3 separate regions of the Gossypium hirsutum genome follow, and regions 2 and 3 are each linked to region 1. Evidence: chromatin contacts called from public Hi-C data. All regions are on one chromosome and are shown on one strand. Each heading gives the region's core, a stretch centred on a gene start, on an enhancer-like site or on the middle of the called end of the contact. The rest is flanking DNA. Distances are from core to core; before and after follow the strand shown.

Region 1 (4,369 bases), core at 983-3,482:
ATAGGTAAACATAAAAAAGCAACAAACAAAATTAGCAGTTCTCTAACATCTACAAGCCATTTTGTTACGGAGTCAAACTGTAAATTGCAATATTGCTTAGACTAAATTTCACTGCACCATATAGCAGCATATGTTCTTTCTGAATCAAGAGAGTCAAACTTTACGTAATGTCTTTTCCTGTATCAAAATATTCACTCAAGCCTTGTCATACTATTTTTAACTAGAATAGACATAAAATAACTTCAAAAGGAGAAAAGCATCAGCATTCTGGGCACCTAAATATAATAAAACCTCAAGTAGCAGTCAGCATAAGACAAGAAAACCAAAAGAAAACAATCTTTTTCTTCTTTTTTTTTTCAGTTTTTCAGGGAGAATAAAGACCTGAATACATGTCCAATAACTGAAGTAACTTTATAATGGGCATGAAAGCCAAGAAACTTCCCATTGAACTCGTGAACTTCCGTACTACCTTTCCTTGTTGACATCTGAAAAATGTAATAGAACTTGTAAGTAACTAGCAATATTCAATGGCAAAAACTGAAAATTTGGCACAGCATTTACAAAAAAGACAATGGTATCCTAACCAAAACATGAAATGCTTCATGATTACTACTAATATGCTAAAATGAAACTAATATAAGAAATAAAAAGGAAAAGAAGATCGATTCAGCATTGCGTCCGACACATAAGAGCACTATGCATTACTTCTACTAAATGTTATTTTAAACCAAATCCAACACTGACCAAGGGGTATGGAATTTTCCAAACAGATTATTGTTCATTCAAAAAAGAAGCCATTAGTAATGTAGCTCAAGAACAAATATTAGAAGGAGAATCAAACAAATCAAGCATTGATTGAATTCAGTGATGTCAAGGCGAGCACCTAGGCGCTAAGATACAGCGCAAATGGCCATTTCCGCCTCAAGGCGAGGCGACTTCGATCAGGCGAGCACTTGGTGCGCTTTTCAGGCGCCTTTGTTGCAAAGCCAGACGCAAAAAGAGTGCACTTCACTAAAGAGCCATTCCATTCTCCATTCCCATGATTTTTTTTTTTTGACTTATAAAAGAAAAATATAATAAAATATAACAAATAACTTTTTTTAATTAATTATTGACCTAATTTTATTATATAAAAACCTAGTTAACTCTTAAAAGTTAAAACTTTTCAAGAGAAGATGAAGATGAAGGAAATTTAGAGCTAGTTTCTGATGATGATATTTAATTTCGTTCTTATGGTGTTTTATTTTACAATGCATTAAGTAAATTATTGAACTTAAACTATTGAACAATGTGTGGAATTTATAAATTGAATTATATTAAAATTTGTGTACATTTTACATATAATTTATATTTATGTGCTTGCGCCTTGGTTTACGCAGGCGAGCACTTTTTTTGCGTCTTGCACAGGTTCTAGCACCTCAAGTGTGCCTCGTGCCCTTGAAAACATTGATTGAATTTCTATAATTCAAAAGAAGGCAATGCCAACATTCTCTTAAAGGGCTTTCTAATATAAAATCCAGTAATTTGCTTTAACTTACGTAGCCTAAAATAAAAATTAATGGAACTAATTAAATCTTCATAAATATAGAACATTTTCTTATTTCTCTAAACTTCGTTTTCTTTTCGAATGTCTGCTCTCGCGATGAAGTCAATGGTCAATAACATCCTAAAGAAGAAACCTAATCAAGATTAAATATTTCAAAGTTCAAATTTACAGAATCAGAATAACTACAAGGGGATTTCACAAAATAAGAGAGAGTTTAAGCATACCTGGCCACGAGAGAGTACGGAAGCAATGGAGAGTGCGATGCTAGGCTTCTCCGCCACCTGTAAAAACAGTGAGAAAAATCAACTTAAACATTAAGCATGACGAAATTTATTTTATGATTAATTTTATGCATTTAGCAAAAAGAAATTGAAATTGAAAAGTTTCAAAAGCTTTGTTTGATTGATTACCATTAGAACTTTGGGAGGCGAAGACATATTCGAATTTAAACCTGATTTTTCCAATTTCCAGTTCCACTGTATTTGTTGAGTTTTTCAGCTTCAACTTTGGCTGTAAATAATACGCATCGGAAGAAAAACGACGTAGTTTTTAGTTTAAATACTCTGTATCCCCTAGCACGCTTAGTAATCCCATATCGGTCCAAACGTCCGATAGATTATCCGGTGTCGGGATTCTTTTTCCCCACTAGAATTAAAATTCAATATATTATCTGGAATAAATATTATAACTATATTATTAGTATTGACTATTGCTGATTATATTACTTAAAAGTTTACATAAAAACGAAATAAATGTTTTGTTATAATGGAAAGGTTGAATGTTTAATATCAAATTGTTTAATTTTATTGATTTTATTAAAAACATTCCTAAAAAAGATATAAAGAGACTCTTGACTTATTTTGTATAAATAATTATTTTTTAATCATTGTCGAAACTTTTTTTTGAAATCGACTTTTATAAAAAATGAAAAATGAGAGTCGCCACCAATCTTTTTTATGAAGTGTGATCGGCTAACCTCGTAATTTGATCATTTTAATAAATGGCTTGATTTATTAAAACAACGATTTTGGTCTACAAAATTCAAGAAATAGGTTCAGGAGTCGGTTACGTACGAGGAAGGATTAGCACCCTTGTAACGCCCAAAATTGGTAGTAATTGATTAATTAATGTCTTAATGTCAAAAGTTAAACACTCGAAAAAAATTTAAAATACGATCCCTCCTTATATTAATGTATTTTTGTATTAATGTATTTTTTTAGTAAAACCCCTTAAATAGATCAAAACGTATGTAAAAAGCTCTCTTATCTCGAGGTAACAAAAGTTCGCATCCCGTAAGTTAGGACACGACGTCTCGAATCCTCGAAAACAAACTTACTCTTTATTTAAAATATTATTTAAATCTCATGTGTTTAAATTTTAAGAGGAATGTTTGGTTATCTTAGTTCAAAGAGAAAGTCGAACCCCGTAAGTTAGGGCACGACCTTTCAAATCTCCAAATACGAAACATGTCTTAATTCTTTTTATGCATCAAGCAAAAATTAACGTAATACTTAAAATGGTATATATTTAATTTATTTGGGTATAGTATAAAAACGGACAAATATGTTTAAATGTAACACTTGGCACGGGCACTAGCACAATATAAGATAACGGGTAAAAAAGATGACATAACGAGTGGATACATCAATAAAACGAAAATACTATGCTAGTGAATAATGATAATACACTATGATGATGATAGAATAAATAAATAAATAAATAGCAATTTGATAATAATAATAGCAATAATTATTAATCATCATAGTATTAACATAAACAATAATAATAATAATAATAACAATAATAATAATAATAATAATAATAACAAGAACAAGAACGGGGTGACAAAATATGCACATATAAGAAAAAAAGACAATACCAATTTTAAATATAAAAGGGACAAGGAAATAAATAAATACATAAATAAATAAATATAGAGGAGAATAGTTTATAAAATATTGAAGATAAATGACTAAATTGAAATATAAATGAAATTAAGGGTGCAATTTGTAATAAAATACATAAATAGATAATAATAATAATAGATAAAATAATAATAATAATAATAGTAGTAGTAGTAGTAGTAAGAATAAAGGAACAACACAAAAAAAACGAAATAAATAGATAAATGAGTAAATATATGAATAAATAAATACAAAGGAAAATAAAATATAAAAGATTGAAAGTAAGAGACTAAATCGAGATCTAAACAAAATTTAAAGTAAAAAATCATAATAAAATAAACAAATTAAACAATAAAATAGGTTAAGGGATTAAAATCAAATGCGCGAAGGAAAGAAAGGAACCAATTAGGAAATAATCCCCCTTGTCCCTTAAACGCAGCGTTCCCAGGAGATCAAATGGTCAGAGGACCAAAATGAAAAAGAAAATCAAATGGATAAATTTAAAAAAAGAAAAAAAGCTAAAATAAGGACCAGATTGAAAAAGAGTCCAAAAGTAGAAGGACTGAACATGCAAATACCCTATTGGCTGTGAAAACACGCAGATTCTTGATGGCCTTGGACGGGTCAGTTTTCAGGTTGACCCCAAAACGACTCCGTCCTAGGGCGCTTGGTGCCTGAGTGAAACGACGTCATTTCGCTACTGTTATTGATGTTATTTTTTAAAACAAATCATTTTAGCCTTTGAAATTCAAAAAAAAAATCTGAAAAACCTTCTTCCTTTTTCTCTGAAGCAAACCCCTATTCCCGCCTAAGGGTCTGGCGAGCCCACGGTGGCTACTGATCGCCGGTGACGGGCTCCGCTGTTCCCGGTGGCCAAAAAATACCGAAAATGCCCCCCTTTTTAGTCCATTTTAAACCT
Region 2 (4,271 bases), core at 928-3,427, 170 kb after region 1:
CGCGGTGCTGCTCACACAAGCTGTCAAGTAATCGCAACACGTGTCGGATACTTAGCAACCGATAGGACGTACAAGACCAGCACCCAAAATACAATAACCCCTAATGACATGTCATTTGTATCCTATCTATTCCTAAGGTTCAACCGGGATCCATGTAATTGCTGATATCTCGTTAAGAATATTTGAAGTATCGTATTATCACAATTATATCAATTAAGCATTTAAACACATATATAATTTAAAGCTTACTAACATACGAAATTACCTCGAATTAGTATGGAGATAATCGACCGATCAATCCATTACTTAATCTTCACCTCGATCTAATTCCGAACGTGGCTTTTCTTGATCTATATAATCAAATTTAACTACTTTAAGCATCATTCTATTCAATTCAACTCAAAATTCATATTATGGAAAATTACTATTTTCCCCCTAAACTTTTGATTTCTTTACAATTTAGTCCCTAGCTCATAAAAATGCAAATTCATGCACTTTAGTCACACCCATGCTAGCTGAATATCATTTATGCTTATAACAGCCCATATATTTCATTAATTCACACATTTCACCATAAGTATTTCACATTTTTCAATTAAATCCTTATTTGACAATTTTACTAAAAATTCCTTTACAAAAGTTTTTTATCTAACAACAACCATTCATTTACTACCATCAAAATTCAAAACTCACATATATTCATCAATGGTAATACCCTAATAGTTTAACAGTTTCACAAACTAGTCTTCAGGCTAGCTAGATTAAGCTACGACAACTCCGAAAACATAGAAATCATTAAAAATGGATCAAAAATCACTCACCAATTGAGCTTGCAATCTTGGCAGAACCTAGCTATGGCTTCCCTTGTTAAAATCGGTTGAAGATGATAAAATGAAGGAGAGGGATACATTTTACTTAAGTTATTTTATCTTTATTTTCTCATTTACCATTTTAACCTTTAAAATTATTTCAAATTACAAAATTACCAAGCCACTATCACCCACTAACATATTTATGGGCTATTCACCATTTAAGGACTTTCATTTTAAAATTCTATAGCTATTAGACACCTTAGTTATTAGAACCCAACTTTTACACTTTACGCGATTTAGTCCTTTTTATCTAATTAAGCATGCAAACGATAAAATTTCTTAACGAATTTTTCATATGACTCTACTAACATGCTGTAAGAATTAAAATAATAATAAAATAAATATTTGTACTTCAGATTTGTGGTCCCAAAACCACTGTTCTGATTTCACTGAAAACAGGCTGTTACAAAAATATTAAAAATAAATATTTAAAAAATACACATGAAAATTTTTATAGCTAATTGTGAAAGAAAAAAAAGTATACTGTCAATCTACTAAATACTAATTCATTTTACTATACCCTATAGGACATTTGTTAACCCCTTAACCCTGTTTGTGGAGTCTAAAAACTCTACTAATAGTGTAGCAAATATTATTCCATTTTTTAATTATTATTATTACTATTTGAAATTTATAATGTATACCTTGACATCTTAAAAAAAAAAAGTTGATTAACTCATTATAGGAGACAATCTATATTAAAATTTTTAGTTGAAGTCTTTAAACAATCTTTTACAATTACTTAAATATAAATTCGAATGAAATTAATATACTTTCTTAGTATTTTTTTTACTTTATTGTTATATTTTAATATTATTTATTGATATGCATATATAACTATTATTATACGGTGAATGCATTAAATATTAACTCTTAAAAATTATTAAAATATAATTAATGTATTATTTTAAAAATCAAATTAATGTATTTATATTGAAATTATTTTATTATCTAGACTAAAGATAATTTTAAACTTGAAGTGACCGCTTATATTAAAATAATATTTTTATATTAATATAGATTGAAATTATAAAATTAAATGGTAGTTAAAAGAAGAATTTGGAGTAGCTGTCTTTGAAAAGTTCTAATACATTTAATCAATTCGAAACGTTGAAGGCTCCGCATTTCCTTCTACCGTCTATTACGCAGCCAGTATTAGGCTGAGTCTTGGTGTTCGGTTTTTTTCACTTAATATTTACTAATTATTTTAAATTAGGAAAAAATTAAAAAATGAATTGGTTGAAAAAGTTCATTTCATTTTCTTTTTAAGGTAAAATAGACATTTTCTTTCTTTATCTACTTTGCTTGCTCTTCACTTTCCCACATTTCATCACACTTTCTTTGTTTTTCTTTTTCCGTTTGCTTTTTCTCAACTCCTACACACACACACACACACACACACACTCACTCTCTCTCTCTCTCTCTCTCTCTCCTCTCTTTGCTTTTTCACATTGCCACCATCATTGTTGTATAAGAACAACCCCCCTTTTCCACTCAATTCCAACTGTAAACCTTTGCTTCTTGTTTTTCCTTGGAATATAATTCTGGGTTGTTTCTTGTGTCTTCATTCTTTGGTTTTTACCCTTATTCTCCATCTGGGTCTTCAAATTTTCCTACAAAGTTTCTGTCTTCCTTTTTTTTTTTTGTTCTCTCCCATGGAAAAAGATCAGGTTTTTATGGGTGAGGCAGTACAAGCAGGTTGGAATTCTTGCAGTTTTGGGATGGAAATGGAAACAGATGAACTGAATTGTGTTGGAAGTTGTTTTTTGAATCCCAAATGGCATAATTTAATGGATCAGAGCGATCCCTTTGAGTCAGCATTGAGTTCTATGGTGTGTTCTCCAGCTGCATCCAATGCTGGAAGTACTAATTTTCCTGCTTCTGGTGATAATACAATGATGACAGATTTGATTGGAAAATTAGGAAATATTTGTAATACTGGTGATATTTCACCCCAGTCATTGATTAAACCACAAAATAATAACAACAATTGCAGTTCCAACACTTCCTGTTACACTTCTCCATTGGATTCACCACCCAAGCTCAATCTTTCTATGATGGGAGGAAACCAGATACTCAAACATCCAAGCTTGGTACCAGTTTCAGTTGACCCTGGATTTGCTGAGAGGGCTGCTAGATTTTCCTGCTTTAATGGCCTAAATGCTCAGCTTGGAGTGACTGAAGCTGAATTTGTTCAGCTGACCAGAGTTTCCACGAATCAATCCGTTATGGTCACTGGATCTCAAGTACATGTTCCAGACAGCAACAAGAACACACTCCAGGATGGAAATTCATGTTCTGATAAGAGAAACAGTAGGCTCTCAAGGTGTTCATCGCCAGAGAATGGTGATTCCAAAGATGAATCTTCAATATCTGAACAGATCCCAGGTGTGGGTTCAAGCATCAAAGCCCAAAACGATGCCAATGCCAGGAAAAGGAAATCAATGCCCAGAGGGAAAGCAAAAGAAACCCCATCTCCAGCAGCTGCTGATGCTAAGGTATTGTTGTCTTTGAATTATCAAATTCTGAAGATAAATCTATAGAGAAACTAACATTGTTATCCATTTTAGATTGCTGAGGAGAACGATGAATCCACTGCCAAACGAAGCAAGCAACAAAATGACAGTGCTAAAGCAGAAAATAAAGAGAATCCCAAGCCACCAGAGCCGCCAAAGGACTACATCCATGTCAGGGCCAGAAGGGGTCAAGCAACTGATAGCCATAGTCTTGCTGAAAGAGTAAGAAACTTCAAAACCAAGGATCTTTAGTCATTCATTGCAGGGGGTATTTAGGATTTGTATTAATCTGTTTATCTTTTTGTAATCTTGTATTTATCCAGGTTCGAAGAGAGAAAATAAGTGAAAGGATGAAGTTCCTTCAGGATCTTGTTCCAGGTTGCAATAAGGTGAGTTTGAAGATGGTAGACCATTTTCAGACATTTTTAATCTGGGAATTTTACTAAATTGTGAATAAAATTTGTTGCAGGTGACTGGCAAAGCACTTATGCTTGATGAAATTATCAACTATGTGCAGTCGTTGCAGCGTCAGGTCGAGGTAAACCGGAATTCTCCAGTGTCTCTTTCGTTAATTGCACTATTGATTTCAGTTTTGGGTGCTTAAAATTGCTTCTTATATTCTATATTTTCTACAGTTCTTATCTATGAAGTTGGCTACTGTAAATCCAAGGATGAATGCTAACACGGAAGCCTTACTGTCTAAGGATGTAAGTTAATATTCCTCCATGGTATTGTTATCTGTTTATGGTTTAAGTCATCTGAATTTCTGAGTGACAAACTTGCATCGGTTGCGTGCTGCAGATGTTTCGGTCTCGTGGATCTTTGCCGCATTCTCATTATCCAATGGATTCTTCTGCGCTGGCATTCGGTTTAAGGTACCAAC
Region 3 (4,066 bases), core at 1,064-3,563, 200 kb after region 1:
GCTTCAAAGAAGAGAATGAGATCGTCAACGAAAAATAGATGAGAAAGTGCAAGACCTCCTCTTGAAAGAAAGATCAAAAACCAACTTCCACATCCTATAGCCTCATAAATTAAGTGCCCCAGTCTTTCCATGCAAAGAACAAACAATAGGATAATGGGTCAACTTGTCTCAAACCGCGCATCGGACAAAAACTTTCCGTGATACTACCATTCCATAGAATCTAGAAAGATGCAGAGGAAACACAGTTCATAATCACAGATACCAAAAATCTAGGTAGGCCCACTTCCAAAAGTGTGTCTTCCAAAAAATCCCACTTGATCCTGTCATAAGCCTTCTCTAAATCGATCTTCAAAGCCATCCCATATTTATGACATTTGAAACACCTTATAGATTGAATGGCTTCCTAAGTAACCACAATATTATCTGTAATATACCTTCTTGCAACAAAGCTAGCTTGGTTCTGATTAGTGAGCTTCATCATCAAAGGCCTCAGTCTATTAAAAATTATTTTCATTATAATCTTATAAACCACCGTACATAGGCTAATCGGCTTAAACTGAGAAATCCTCTCCAGCCCTTGAACTTCTGGCAATAAAGCAATCAACATTTTATTAGTTGTAGGATCAACAGGCTCACCTCCCATTCGAGGCACCAACAATGTCCCATTTTGCCTGATAGAATTTAGCATGGAAACCATCAATTCCCAGATCCTTCAAGGGTGCCATGCTAAAAACAGCTTTGTGAATTTCATCATCATTTATAGTTAGCTTTAAACATTCCATATCAGCCATGGATATTGAAGGGAACTTACCTTGGCTAGGAAGAGAACCATTGACCGAATATTCAGTTGCAAACAAGTCTCTGAATTAGTGCACAACATGATGTTTCAAGGCAACATTATCAAAACACCATTCATCATTTTCAACCTTTAAACCTTTAATATTATTTCTCCTTCATCTTGCCAGAGAACGACCATGGAAATAACTTGTATTTCTGCTTCCATGTGAAAGCCAATTGAATTTAGATTTTTGGAACCATAGTAGTTCCTCATGGTACAAAATTTATTCAACCTCTTGTCTTAATTGTAATTCAAGTTATCAAAAGTGCGCCGATAATCGTAAATCAAGAATTTTTTGCACCCTGTTCAGTTTCAAGATATGGTTCTCTTGCGAATAGAGCTATTTTCGTAAACCCGTTTGTTCCAATCTTGCACCACATTCTGGAAACATTCTAAATTCCTCACAATACCATCATTAAATCTCCATGTTTTCCTCACAAGCTCTTTAAACTCCGCATGAAGTATCCAGCTAGCTAGACATCCAATCGGACGATAGTCCCGTTAAACATTCGGCCTTAGAGAGACCAAAATAGGATGATGATTTCATTTTAGTCTATGAAGATTACGAACAACACAGTTGGTTGCAAAGAAGTCCCATTCAGTGTTACAAATTGCCCGATCAAGACGTTGAGATAGATTCCCTCTACTCCAAGTGAATTACGGACAACTATAACCTAAATCCTGAATCTTATAGTCAAACAAGAACGACTAAAACCACTTACAACTAAGTCGTGATTGAGAACCATTTCCAACCATTTTCGGCCCATTTAACACCGAGTTAAAATCACCAGCAATTAGCCACGATTCAAAAATCGAGTTTGCCATAACATCCAAAATATACCAGAAATATTTCCTCTGACTTTGTTATGCACTAGCATAAACTGCAATGCAAAGGAAACCAGAAGTGTCATTCTTGCTACAAACCTTCATATGAACCATTTGAGGGTGAATAGCTAAAATATCAATTGAAACCGTCTCATTCCAAAGGATCCAAAAACCACCACTAAAACCATTAGCTTCAATCCTACATGACCGAGCCATTCCGATTTGAGAAATAATTCAGTCAGCACGCACACCACTCGTTTAGGTTTCAACATGACACACAATCTCTGGTTGAAACTCCCTTCGATACTTAGAAAAAAAATTATGAAAGTGCGGATGACCCGCACCTTGACAATTCCAAAAAATGATTTTTCTATCCATATATAAAAGGAAAATAGAGAAACCCAACAGCAACAATACTGTTAGTAGCTAACCTTGGCATCAGTTAAATCTAGTTGACCCATCGGTTCATCATCTTCTGGGTTTTTAGCTAAAATCTCTGTAGTTGCATGACCCTGCTCCAACCCAAAAATTATACCCTCCATAGCTGCCACTAAATCCACCGTATCTATTGGTGATTTACTCAACTCATCAGGCGGTTTACGGTGTTATGAATCCCCTTCGGCTGGTAATAGAATTGGCGGCCCTTGGAACTCACTGTTGGAAGCTACTCCAAATCGAAAACCCCCTTTTCAGTATTCGAATCCATGCCCAAAATTTCCTTGCACAAACCCTTGTTTTCTTTTTCACTGCGTACTTCCTGAAATGTTTGATGCCTTTAATTATCAAGCTTGGCTATTAAGGATACTAGTTGAAATCCCACAATTTGGTCTGCCCCAACAGATTTGGGGTTAAACGATTCAATAGCCTCTGCAGGTCGCAAATGCATTCTATTTGAAGCCTCCACATTATCACTAATGAGTTTCAAAACTTTCAGGCCCACTTTGGACACATTTCCATGAATAACACCATTACCATTAGCATTCAGTTTATTCTTCCTTAGGTCAGCAATTCGTTTTGTGAGATCCACTAGATTTCCACTCTCATGGACATTTAATTCCTCTGTCGGTTTGTCAACAATATTCAAATATTCATCACCAATAACCAGATTTTTCTCCAAAATAGCAGAGCGTGATTGATCTAGAATCACTCATTGACCTACGCTCCTTGTCTCTTTGCTACTTCAGCCTCTCCCCCTTTGCCGACGCTCTACCAACTTCCGTAGACCAAAGTCCTCTTCCTCAACCCTTTTTTGAAGTTCTAATTTCTCATCAACCACAGAAGCACTATTGTTACCACCATTGGACGAAGGAGAATTCATACGCACACAACCTTTAGCACAATGACCATAGAGACCAAAGTTGAAACAAACGTTAGGCAAATATTCATATTCCACACGCTGTGTTCGACCATTTATCTTCACTTTGGGAGCCAACAATTTCTTAAGATCAACACAAACAACTAAGCGCACAAACTTACCCCTCTTGGAAAAGTCTGTGTGAGTGTCAAGTTTTATGACTGGACCAATAGCTTGCCCGATAGCACGCGGTAAGAAGTTAAAATAGTAGCCTTCTGGAAGACCATGCAATCTTATCCAAACTGCCTGAACATCGATTCCAGTATCGGTGGTAGAGAAGTCTGATGACCAAGGGTGCATTGTTAAATACTAACCATAGACAACCCACAACCGTCCTGCCAATACTCGATTATAGTCCTTCTCATTGTGAAAACGAACCTAGTAAAAATCATTCTCCAAGTCCATCAACTAGATATGATTCATCGGTTTCCACAAAATATTAATCTTATTAAGCATAGCATGAAAGCCAATTCTGCGACCCAAGAGTTTAACAATTACAGTTTTCGATATCTTCCATTCTATAAACTTATGAACTCAATCAGAAAAAGTGATCGATGGTATCCATCTACCACATCCGTTATCACATCCCCCTCCTGCAATTCAAAAACCTCTTCTATCATATTTGTTTGGTCCGGATTCTGAGCCATACCTAACAACTTGGCATTGTATGAAGCCTTTGCCAAACTGAGATCTAGAATCTGCTGTCCATTCTCATCGACCATGGGATCAACTGACTCCGTAGAAACCTCTGATCTCCTACAAACTTTCTTTGTTGCTCTTCCGACACTGTTGTTTGAATTATCAGGTTTTCCGGCCACTGTGACCTCCATTCAATTTTTTTTGGTAGACTCCCTTGTAACTTTTTAATTTAATTAGTATTGGTATGTTACTAATATAAAACTAATTAAAATTATTTTTCTTTAATACTAAATATTTATTAAGTAACAGAACTTATAACTTACTATTCTGGAAACTTAGAATTTAGGATCTCAACTTTTGTCAATTATGCAACATTTCATTGACATTATTTTACGCCCTTTATTGTATAT

Evidence for each region. A called contact is a pair of places that touch in the nucleus more often than the background predicts.
Region 2: a Hi-C map of leaf shows a contact between it and region 1, with 2.0 times the contacts expected there. The contact joins the promoter of LOC107914772 here to the promoter of LOC107914775 in region 1. A contact is called at or near these places in 7 of 34 Hi-C or Micro-C datasets (callus, cotyledon and leaf).
Region 3: a contact with region 1 is called in a Hi-C map of anther, with 6 times the contacts expected there. The contact joins the enhancer-like site here to the promoter of LOC107914775 in region 1. A contact is called at or near these places in 8 of 34 Hi-C or Micro-C datasets (anther, fibers, hypocotyl and 2 more).

Annotation. Positions count from the first base shown.
Region 1 is chrD10:25,482,084-25,486,452 of Gossypium_hirsutum_v2.1, forward strand. It overlaps LOC107914775 (DNA topoisomerase 3-beta), which reads right to left and starts at 2,233. Exons shown (of 15, transcript XM_016843797.2): 1 at 1,957-2,233; 2 at 1,771-1,827; 3 at 382-485. The coding sequence starts at 1,983.
Region 2 is chrD10:25,653,919-25,658,189 of Gossypium_hirsutum_v2.1, forward strand. It overlaps LOC107914772 (transcription factor bHLH62), which reads left to right and starts at 2,178. Exons shown (of 7, transcript XM_016843794.2): 1 at 2,178-3,370; 2 at 3,443-3,610; 3 at 3,712-3,777; 4 at 3,858-3,926; 5 at 4,024-4,095; 6 at 4,190-4,271. The coding sequence starts at 2,528.
Region 3 is chrD10:25,682,873-25,686,938 of Gossypium_hirsutum_v2.1, forward strand. No RefSeq gene overlaps it. Among protein-coding and RNA genes, the nearest start is that of LOC107914772, 29 kb to the left of the region's middle. Within about 2 kb of position 2,314, at least 6 of the 9 cell types and tissues checked have an H3K27ac peak or open chromatin away from gene starts, as enhancers often do. A contact at or near this core is called in fibers, where this site is marked.